3 separate regions of the Zea mays genome follow, and all the other regions are linked to region 2. The links are chromatin contacts, called in public Hi-C and HiChIP or PLAC-seq maps. All regions are on one chromosome and are shown on one strand. Each heading gives the region's core, a stretch centred on a gene start, on an enhancer-like site or on the middle of the called end of the contact. The rest is flanking DNA. Distances are from core to core; before and after follow the strand shown. Region 1 holds the start of LOC100281658. Region 2 holds the start of LOC103653161 (protein SUPPRESSOR OF NPR1-1 CONSTITUTIVE 4). Region 3 holds the start of LOC100502318 (putative protease-associated RING zinc finger domain family protein).

Region 1 (3,457 bases), core at 734-3,233, 170 kb after region 2:
AATTGTACCGAGTGGGGCGAGAGTCTTGCGAGACCGTGACAACCGCGTTTGTGTCACGGCTGCCACCGTGTACCGGAGGGAACGAGGCCCGCGGCGTTTCGGCCGGAAGCTCGATAGTGGAGACGGCGGGGAGCGTCCGAGAGGAGCCGGAAGCGGAGCACCACTTGCGCGTGGAGAAGGCCCGTGGCTCTCTACGGAGTTACTTGACCGTGGTGCTTGGCCCTCGCGTGAGCTTCCCTTTGCGTAGGGGCACCAACGAGGATTAGTCGGGACCTTGCGTGGTTCCGGATACCTCGGTAAAAATACCGGCGTCATCCACGAGAGTTTGCTTCTCTACTTAGCTCTTTACATTCCGCATTTATATCAAGCATTTAAGTTTCAATCTTGTAGTCATACTTATTTAGTGTAGATTGAAACTTAGCCTTTGCGGTAGAGATAGCAACACTTAGACAAAACCTAGTTTGCACATTTTAGTTTTGATTATTTGCATAGGTTTTGCTCTAGGGATTTAATTGTGGCCTAGTTTAGTAAAAGTTTTAGAAGTTCTAATTCACCCCCCCCCTCTTAGGCGTCACCCGTTTCCTACAGCGAGGTCGACAACAACTCACTGGTTCGCGCAAAGTACGGTGGAACACATAGAATTATATAGGTTTGGGTTGATTAGATGCATAATATCCTACGTCTTGTGTGTGGATGGCAATGTATTGTTTTTGAGATCTGTATTACAAAGAGAATGAGCGTAGTGTTGTCTATGCCTATAAGAGGATCCAATCGTTTTATAGGGGTACATATTCTATCTTATACATCCAACAAAATTAGGGTTTACATAGTTGAACTGAATGTTATTAATCTGTGCTTATCCACGAAACTAACTCTGACTTATCTGTGATTAGGTGAGCTTTGAGGCGCTTATCTCGTCCCCTACATGCGTGGGAATCGGCTAGTACACCTTCACACCCACACAACCGATCTCTACGTCCGCTTCTGGTTGTGTCCGACTAATCAGCTCGTGAAGCCTATGCGCCTGTCCTATTGAGACCTTATAACAACCCATAAATCGAAACAGGATCTTGGGGACTCGAGGGATATCTACCCCCATAAGCCCATGAGCTACCCCACAAGTATCGCCAATGTCCATGGGTTGGTTGGGTGGGGGTGAGGTGGCTCCTAACCTGTGCTCGTGTCGACGAATGACTTAGATCAAGACAATTCAGCTGCTATAGATGAGAAAGAGACTCTGACACTGCCATTGTTTATAGGTTTGTCTAGGAGAAAATAAAAAAAATTAATCATATAGAACAGTGGCAATTGGATAATATTTTGGAAATTCTAGATAGTACGAATCTAAAAAGCTTAAGGTAGGAGAAAAATTTGGATTGAACTATATATATATATATTTTGAAATTTATTCAACTTGTATCTTCATATTTTTGAAAGTGGATCGAGGTGAAAAAGCTGAACCAAACGGAACAAGCAAGAGAAAAGACTCCAAATTTTAGAGTTTTTTTTCATAGATAATCTGGTAGGTAAAAGGACATTAAGAATAGTTTGAAAACTTAAACCTCCTCCGGAATTTCTAAATATTAAGGGCTAGTTTGGGAACCTTAATTTTTCTAGAGATTTTCATTTTCCCATGGAAAATTAGTTCATTTTCCCTTGAGAAAATAGAAATCCTTTGAAAAAATATGGTTCCCAAACTAGACCTAAAAGATAAATTATTTTAATTTCCCTTAATCTATGGAAATCCTGGAGTGGATTTAATTTTCCAAACTTGCTATTAACTTTTTTTCCAATTAAAAAAAGGAAAATGAACATTCACTACTGCCAGATGGGTCCAACCGACGTTGAAGCCCACACGTCACGCAACTGATCAGATCAAGCAGACTCTGTTTGGTTGGGCCTGCTGCGACCTAGCCCAAATCGATATAGCCCCACAGCCTGGTCCGACGATTTTTTTGGAAGTGAACCGACCTCGCGCTAGGGTTACTCGCGCACGCTCCATCCGTCAACCACAAGAGCCCCACGCGCTGGCCTTGCCTCTGCCCCTCGCCCTCGCCTCGCCTCCAGGATCTTGTCCTCCCCCATCTCCTCGGGCCAAGGAATCGTTCTCATCCGGCGACCTACCTCCGTTACGTCTCAGGTGAGTCTACACGCACCGCAACGGATCCTTCTCCGTCCGGATCCGCCATCGATTTTGGTCGCCCGCCAGTCAATCGCCGGACGCGGCGTGAATCTAATTGCCCGGATCCACCCCGTCCTTACCGCCGCTTTGTTTCTTTCCCTGGACGGCCGCCCGGATCCTCCTCGCCTGACATCTCCTTTCTCGTTTTCAGGTCTTGTTCTGTATCACAAGCAAAGCAAAGGATCGGAGGCTACTCCATTCGGCAGCAAGGTAAGCTGGAGCCTTCTGTATCTGTCTATGCTATATGCTATACTCTAGGTTGAGGTTAGTTATAAACTGCAAACTCTGTCCTTTGTTGTTTAATTCGACCTTGAATGAAATCAAAAGGATGGGATACTCTGAGATCAATATATATTTAGTATATATGAAACGCTGCCATGTGTTTTGTAGCATCAGAAACCCTTTCTTAATTCAACATGGAGACTAACCCTGATATTATTGCAACCCTAAACATGCCTGTTATCTTTATATTTTTTTTAAAAGAATGAATACATATGCTACTTGCTAACCTCCAAGATGCAGACTTTAGTCCCATGTATGCTTGGATTGCTTGCTGTTTTTCTGAAATAATGCTACTGGTTGAAGTGTTCGAAATCTGAACATTGTGAATCATTCGAAACCAACTAGCGGTCTAAGTTTTGTAGTACTAATATATTTGGTTAACATTATACAGCAGAAGAAAATAACGTTGGTTACGACTTACTAGCATTATTTTAATCTGGTGCGAACTTGGTGGTTTTGTTTCAGTCACTAGCTAGAACATGGATAATTTTGACCCTTTATATTGTTTTACGTGTGAATTTTCTATGCCTGTACCAATTTTTTATTGCAATCTATCCTTGGTCCGAAGTCTAGATGGTCATTTTGTTATCAAATAGCGTCAAATATCCTCAGGCTGCTTGTATAGTTGTTATTATGTGTGCATACAAACTGTTTGTGTATAGGCGGGCAGGCGTGCCCACCACCTATGGACCCCTTAGCTGAAGGAGACAAAATTAATTAGGATGGCAAACATTAGGTTTAATTTTTCCACAATGATGTTTGTCACCATGCCTGTGTAGAACTACTTCGCCATGAGGAGAGAGTAAGAGACCCCTTTTTCCGCTTGTGCACGTTGCTTAGGACGATGCATTTGCATACAGATACAATCATACAATTAACAGCTTTGTTGAGGGACAAGTTGCTATGTTCCTACAAGTGGTTGGCCACATTCGTAGGTTTAGGTTGATAGGGCGCAATTTTAGGAGTTTGGAAACATTTAGGCATTACTTGCAT
Region 2 (3,481 bases), core at 625-3,124:
TGAGACGTCCTGCTGATGCTCGCCACCTCGTTCATGAACTCCTCGCCGTCGCCCTCCAGCATGCCCGTCAGCATCTTGACGGCCACCTCACGGCCGTCAGGCATGCTGCCCCTGTAGACAGCGCCGTAGCCGCCTTGCCCGAGCTTGTGAGCGAAGGACCTGGTCATCCTCTTCACCTCCGAGTAAGTGTAGCCTTTCGGGTGTAGTAGAGCTCCTTGCTTTTGCAGAAAGGATTCGACCCCGGATACGCCTCTGCGCCATGGTATTACCATGCCATAACGTCTCTTGTACCACCACATCAAGGCTGCGAGAGCGATTATTGCACACAGCCCGGATACGCCTGCGGTGCCCGCTATGATATCTGAAAATGCCAGTGAAATCATTCATTTCATTCTCGAGATTCGAAAGGGTGATGCCCCCACATGGTTGGTTAAGCAATGGTCATTCTACTTACATGTTTTGATCCTTCTCTTTCGTGACCGGCCAGTGCTCGGCGGCGGAGCTGGTGAGTTGTCCGGCGGTGGCGATTCATCGCCGGAGCCCCCTGGAACTGGCGAGCTGTTTGGTCGATCCGCTGTGACTGTGATGCATGGTTGAGTTGTTAGATCGATATTCTTTCTCTAAAACATACTGGTTGTGAACCATTCAGTAATCAAATGTGCGCAAACTTACTGCTGCTCAGAATCCGGGCACTGTAACCGGTGCTGTTGTCGTAGTAGCGGTTCCACAGCATGAGGCCGCCGTAGTTAGCGGAGCCGCTCACCGCCGGCAGCACACGCGACACAAGGTCGTCCGGGGGTACGTACCCGCTACCCGCTGCAGCAGGCGACGCCGGCAGGCCAAGGAACACAGACGCCGACGACGGCAGCGACTGCGTCCACGCCTTCCACGATGCCGCCAGGTTGGCCACGCCGTCTCCGTCCTTCTGCTGGTACTCGCACCCGGGGTTGTTGTAGAACTGCACCCACACGTGGTCGAACAGCCCCGTGGCGAGCGCCGCGCCGAGCGAGGCGTCCGGGTACGGGCACTGCGGCGCCGCGGTGAGCAGGTACTTCCTCCCTCGCCTGTCGCCCCCGTACAGCGACGTTAGGTTCCTGGCGAGGCCGTCGAAGTGGCTGGACGGACTGATCTCGATGTCCATGTCGATGCCGTCGAGCACCGCGTCGCCGAGAGGCCGCGATGAGGAGGTGCCGCCGAGGAAGTTGTCCCAGAGGTAGGTGGCCACGCTCTCGGCGTCCGAGGCGGAGGAGAGGTTGTAGCTTCCAGCACCGCCGCCGATGCTGAGGAGCACCCTGACGCCTCTCGCCTGGCAGGCCGCGATGTCCGCGGCCAGAGCTGTGCAGCCGCCCGACGCGGGGTCGCAGTGCCCGGCCAAGTTGAGGACCGGTGTCTGGCCGCTGCCGAACGTGGAAAGGAAGGCCATGGCAACCAAGGCGTAGCGGCCGCTGCTGCATGTCTGGCCCAGGCTGCCCTCGTTGCTGTTCTGGCCCCAGTAGACGGAGATGTTGACGGCGGCGGCGGCGGCGGGGGCTGCGCAAGCCAGCAGCAAACAGGCGCAGAGAAGCTTGCGGCGGCGGTTGCAGGCCATTGGCTGGCGCTGTTTCATTTTTCTTCTTCTTGCTCTTGTGGTTGTGATTGAGGTTGTAGTAACAAGCGGGCATGGATGACTTTTGTGGGACGCGGTAACGCCAAGACCAAGACCCCTGCATTGGAAGAATTCGACCAGGTCATGCATATAGAACTACCACATGCATCTGAAAGTGACAGGTGTGATTGAGTGACCACAAAAGTCGCTGCCTGCAGTGGACCATACCATCTAGGCGCATGTTTTCCTTCCCAAATAATAGTGGCTGCTACCTTCTTTAGGATCTGTCTACAACCTCTATAAAGTTAATAGTTAGCCAACTAACAAATTATTAGCTAGTTTGATCCAACTAATAAATTAATTATTAGCTATAAGCTAGCTAACAGTTCGTTAGAGTGTTAGCCAGAGGTGTTTAGAATTTGATGGTCTCTTGTTCTCAAATACTGTGAATTAACAATAAGACAACACAATTATTAAAGATTAGAGACCTTCGTCCTCCGAAGCATCATCTCCTTTCGGATATAATGGTATTCGAACTAAGGTCATGAATGACACACCTTCATCATTTGCGGAAATAAGCATTCATATAGATGATAAGCATTATTCATACATGTATCAATTCATATCTTTATTTCATGATAAACATATGGAATATCACATTGATACCTTCGGCTTGTTCGAAGGTGTTGACGCGAGATGTAAGGCCCAAAAATTGTATAAATAATAATAATAAATAAATAAATAAAAGAGGACATAAAAGAGTAAAATTCAGATATCTCAAATTATACTTGAGTGTTGAAAATTTGAGGACTGAATTTTGAAAACCGAGAATTATTTTAGAAAATAGGTAATAGAAAAGTTTTCTGTTCAACTAAATGATTATGCATATCATTAAATGATACACCATAATCATTTATTTATATGAATAGTAGGTTTGAAGTAACTTTAAATTTATGTTCCCCAATCAAAATACTATTTTCCTAAAAATAAAGGAAAAATATGAATGGTTTCATATTTCAAACATTTATCAAATAAATAAATTAGTTAGAATAAATATATCGCATCATGAATAATTTTGAGTGCGTATTAAATTTGAAATTCTTAAACTTTATCTTGGGTTTGAATGGAAACCTAATTCGAAAACAGAAAATGAGGAAGGAAATCTTAATAAAGTCATTTATTACCTCCATAATTAAATAATAGAGGGTGGATTAAATAATAATAAAAAGAGGATTTATCTTTACATTAGAATTATATTTGAGATCATAAAAATTAAAACAGGGTTTTGAATTTGAATTGAATATTGTAAAATAGAAAAGGAAATTTTAGAATTTGAGAAAAGAGGAGAAAGAAAATATTATGTGAGTAAAAATAAGTATAATATATAATAAAATATATTATTTCTATACTAGGATTTGCATTTGGATACTTAGCTCAAATATGATACTCATGACAAAATTTAAATTCAAAATTTGAAATTCAAAAAAATGAGAAAAGGAAACTAGAAAAGAAAAAGAAGAAAATAACAAATGTGGCATTGGGCTGATTCTTTCCCGCTCGGCCAATCTTTGTAAAGGCTACGTAATGAGACTCTGCTAGGTCACCTTGGTAGTGATCAATGGGGAGGCTAGAACCCCGAGAAGAATGGGAATCACGGCTTGTGGGTAAAGTGTGCAACCTCTGCAGAGTGTTAGAAACTGGTATATCAGCCGTGCTCACGGTTAAGAGCAGCCTTGGGATCCTTTTTAATTAGAAGAACTTTGGTTATTTTTATGATGATGATTAGCAATGATGGTTATAAATCTGATCTCTGGTATTTCCTCCTGGAGGGAGTACCTCTGGGTAATAATTGGGTTTATTACTAAAAATTGGCTCTATTTATATAATAAAATTTGA
Region 3 (3,356 bases), core at 193-2,692, 210 kb after region 2:
CGTACAGGACGCAGACCATCCGACCCCTGAGGCCGAACCATCCGCACTACACCAAGACACCACCAACGATGTACCGACACCCATGGAGGAAGATGACCTACAAGGGGAAGACCTGGTCAACTACGAAGCTACGCCAGAATACTTGGAAAATTAGAAAAAGTAAGGTGACGGATTGGTCAGGATCGCTATGACGCTCGACGGTGTTGGGACTAACAGTTCGATCAAAGCTAAAAGAGTCACGTCCGTTGAGTCAACCATCGGGACTAAGACCACTACGTATCATCCTAGCAAGTGTCAAGATGCCTAAGAAAACTGATGTGATCACATCGAGTTAGTTGCTTTTGGTTCGCTCAGCTCCACCAAAAGGCAGGGGGGCATATGTTTGACACCAAAATGAGCCGGCGGACTGTCCGGCCCTAAGGCCGGACGGTCCGCGGTCCGGACGGTCCGCGCGTGCGCAGAGCAGATTAGGGTTCCGAGTTTTGTGCTACGGTTGTTAGCTAAAATCGCGGGATAAGCTCGGGAATTAGTTTGTAAAGGGTCCAGCCCCCCTCCTCTATAAATAGAGAGGTATACGGCCGATTTGTAATCATCAATCGAATCAATACAACTTATATTTCGCATTTTATCCTAGGAGTAGTTCTAGTCTAGTTTAGGTTTAGCCTCTCGATCCCCAAATTCTCCGCCTCTCCTCGACTCTACGTCGATTAGAGGAGTCTAGGTCGACCTGCCCGAGCCTAGACAACTCCTAGGATCTCTCCTCCCCGACGGGGTCCCTCCCGGGAGCGAGATCTAGGCGCCGCCGGCGATCTTCCGCCGCCCCTACGCACGCGCGGACCGTCCGGCCCTAGGGCGCGGACCGTCCGGCCGTCAGGCAGAAAACCCTAGCCCCTGTGCCAGGTCGCGGACCGTCCGGCTTCAGGCCGCAGACCGTCCGCGCCTGACCAGAGAGCACCGCCGCCGGTTCTTCTTGAGTATTTGACGCTCAAAAAAGCGTCAACAAACATATAGAATTGTTTTACGATATTGATAATGTTTGCCACACAAATTTTGCATATCATAGTGATGTTTGCGTTCTGTATCTATGTTTCGTATAATTTTTTTACTCCCGTCGCAACGTACAGATATATACCTATGTGTTACAATAAAAATGAAACATGATAGGTTGTCATAGCAGATGTTCGCAGCAGATGATATAAATAAGAGATTTATACCGTGATAAATAAAAAAATATAGAGAATATTATTTGTAGAATGAAGTTTAAAATATAGGATGAAATAGTTATAGGACCGTAATCCATCTGTGGGACATCGCATGCTGGGACCGCGGGTGTGGGATAGGGACGGATGACAAAGCAAGAGCAGAAAAAAGAACTTTCACCATCCTCCCTATCAATACAAGATTCATCTACACAAATTATAATATACTCCGTGCGAAGGAAAGATCAAATTAGAGATTCATTCGATCAATTCTGATTGTTTCCTTCCATTCCAAACCACCTTCAATTCTGATTTCTGCGGGTGTGGGATATCGTCCCCCCTTGCCATTCCAAATCCTCCTCTGCAATTTTCTCATGGCAGCTGACGTTTCCATCCCAACTCGATCCGCGTCAACCGCCCGCTAATTCCTCCTAGTTCTAGTCCCCTCTCTCCTGCGCCGACTCATCTTTTTCCTCGTGTCACTCCCCTGCTGCTGCTGCTGCCGGGAAGATCAAATCCCGTCAAAAGGTGCGGTCTTTTGTCCTCCTCGGTGCATTCGTTCTGACGCAATCTTCTCGCAAAGATTTGGCTTGTTAATCGTGATAACTTCGTGGAGATGCCGTCTGTACCCGATTTGATGTGGGATCCCTCCGCTGAATTTGGGGCGGGATTTCAGAGTTTTTTTTGGGGGTAGGGGGGTGGGGGTTGATTTCGTGTTCAAATAGTCAAATTGCCTATCTTTTAAACAGGCCAATGCACTTTCCGTACCCCTGGAGACGACTCTGGATTTCGGGCCATGGAAGTGCTCTTTTCCCATGACTGGGGGAAAGAAATCCCTCCTTTTTTGAAAGCAGGCTGTGAAAAGAAACGAAATCACTTTGACCTGTGATTTGGTTACTCTAGGCCTCTCTACCATTTACTCTGCTACCTGAGTGATGATGCAACTGCGCAGACTGTTCGTGTTGCTGTGAAGTTACGCGCGGCACTCCTGTTTTTTCTTTTTTCAGTTTTGTTAATTCTAGTAATATGATTGCAGCTCTCGGCCTGATACTCGGCATTAGTACCTTCTGTTCGATTGCAGGCTCCAAAGGATCAGAGTTCTGTCAAGATGGCATGCCCAAGAGGAAGGACACCATTTCCCCTTTGTTTCTTTCTGATGATTTGCCTCATGGCTCAGCTGGGAGCTTCCAATGTTGTACTCATGGCGAACAACACTACCTTGTCGTTGGATGATGTCGAGGCAACTTTTAGTGGGTGTTACACATTATTACACTATCTCCATGTATCTCTGTACATGTCAATTAAAAATCTGGTTAGCTGTTGTTTTTATCAAACACAAAAGTAGGTTGCATGCCATTATATTAAGAAGATGAAAAACAGTATAAGAAACCCGGTCATTAAACACACTCTCCAGTACATTGTTAGTTACCTGTTGATGTTATGATCTGTTTTCTTTAATACCAAGTTGCCCTGTTTTTAGTGATTATTGAATGACAGGTCTTCATCTTTTTTTGCGCTGTTAGTTAGATGTCTCCTCCAGTTTCTTCTTATATAGTTGCATCATTCTTGTATCTTTATGATCCATAATGTGCAATGTTACTTTGGTGCCTGAACCAATCTATCTGGTTAATGCAAGGCTTATCTGACCCTTTTCATTCTTCCTGCAGCTCCAGCAGTGGAAGGTTCAGGTGTAAGTGGCGTTCTTTATGCTGTGGAACCTAAGGATGCATGCAGTCCATTGAGAGCGAAAGCGATTCAAGGCTCTGTCTCACCTTTTGCGTTGATTATAAGAGGCGGTTGCCAATTTGATGACAAAATTAGAAATGCACAGAATGCTGGATTCAAGGCTGCTGTAGTATATAATAATGAAGATAATGACATCCTTGTTTCAAGTAATGATCTAGGCATCATTTTTTTACCATAGCATCGGTTACATGTAATTCTTTTATCAGTGTGCATAAAGAGGTGTTCTTGTTCATAATGCTGGAAATCACTAAACTGTTGAGAAGAGGAAAAACAAAATTTTCAAGCAGCTCTAAACTATTAGATCAGTTCCATTGAAACTTTTACTTACCATTTTAGAGTGCTTGGGGGAGTGCATATATATTTGCAATATTAATTAAGCAAGGATTATTGCAGTGGCTGGAAGCTCGCTTG

Evidence for each region. Hi-C and Micro-C count contacts between places; a contact is called where the count stands out from the background. HiChIP or PLAC-seq counts read pairs in DNA pulled down with a chosen protein or histone mark.
Region 1: a contact with region 2 is called in an H3K4me3 HiChIP or PLAC-seq map of leaf, with 5 times the contacts expected there. The contact joins the promoter of LOC100281658 here to the promoter of LOC103653161 in region 2. A contact is called at or near these places in 15 of 25 Hi-C or Micro-C datasets (bundle sheath, ear, endosperm and 5 more) and 2 of 3 datasets of contacts at active chromatin or transcription factors (leaf and seedling).
Region 3: a contact with region 2 is called in a Hi-C map of tassel, with 4 times the contacts expected there. The contact joins the promoter of LOC100502318 here to the promoter of LOC103653161 in region 2. A contact is called at or near these places in 3 of 25 Hi-C or Micro-C datasets (ear, leaf and tassel).

The regions. Positions count from the first base shown.
Region 1 is chr4:42,046,223-42,049,679 of Zm-B73-REFERENCE-NAM-5.0, forward strand. LOC100281658 reads left to right here and starts at 1,984. Exons shown (of 8, transcript NM_001154578.3): 1 at 1,984-2,140; 2 at 2,334-2,392.
Region 2 is chr4:41,872,201-41,875,681 of Zm-B73-REFERENCE-NAM-5.0, forward strand. LOC103653161 (protein SUPPRESSOR OF NPR1-1 CONSTITUTIVE 4) reads right to left here and starts at 1,875. Exons shown (of 3, transcript XM_008680126.4): 1 at 673-1,875; 2 at 455-580; 3 at 1-361. The coding sequence starts at 1,735.
Region 3 is chr4:42,078,980-42,082,335 of Zm-B73-REFERENCE-NAM-5.0, forward strand. LOC100502318 (putative protease-associated RING zinc finger domain family protein) reads left to right here and starts at 1,443. Exons shown (of 5, transcript NM_001401915.1): 1 at 1,443-1,727; 2 at 2,281-2,449; 3 at 2,867-3,091; 4 at 3,339-3,356. The coding sequence starts at 2,308.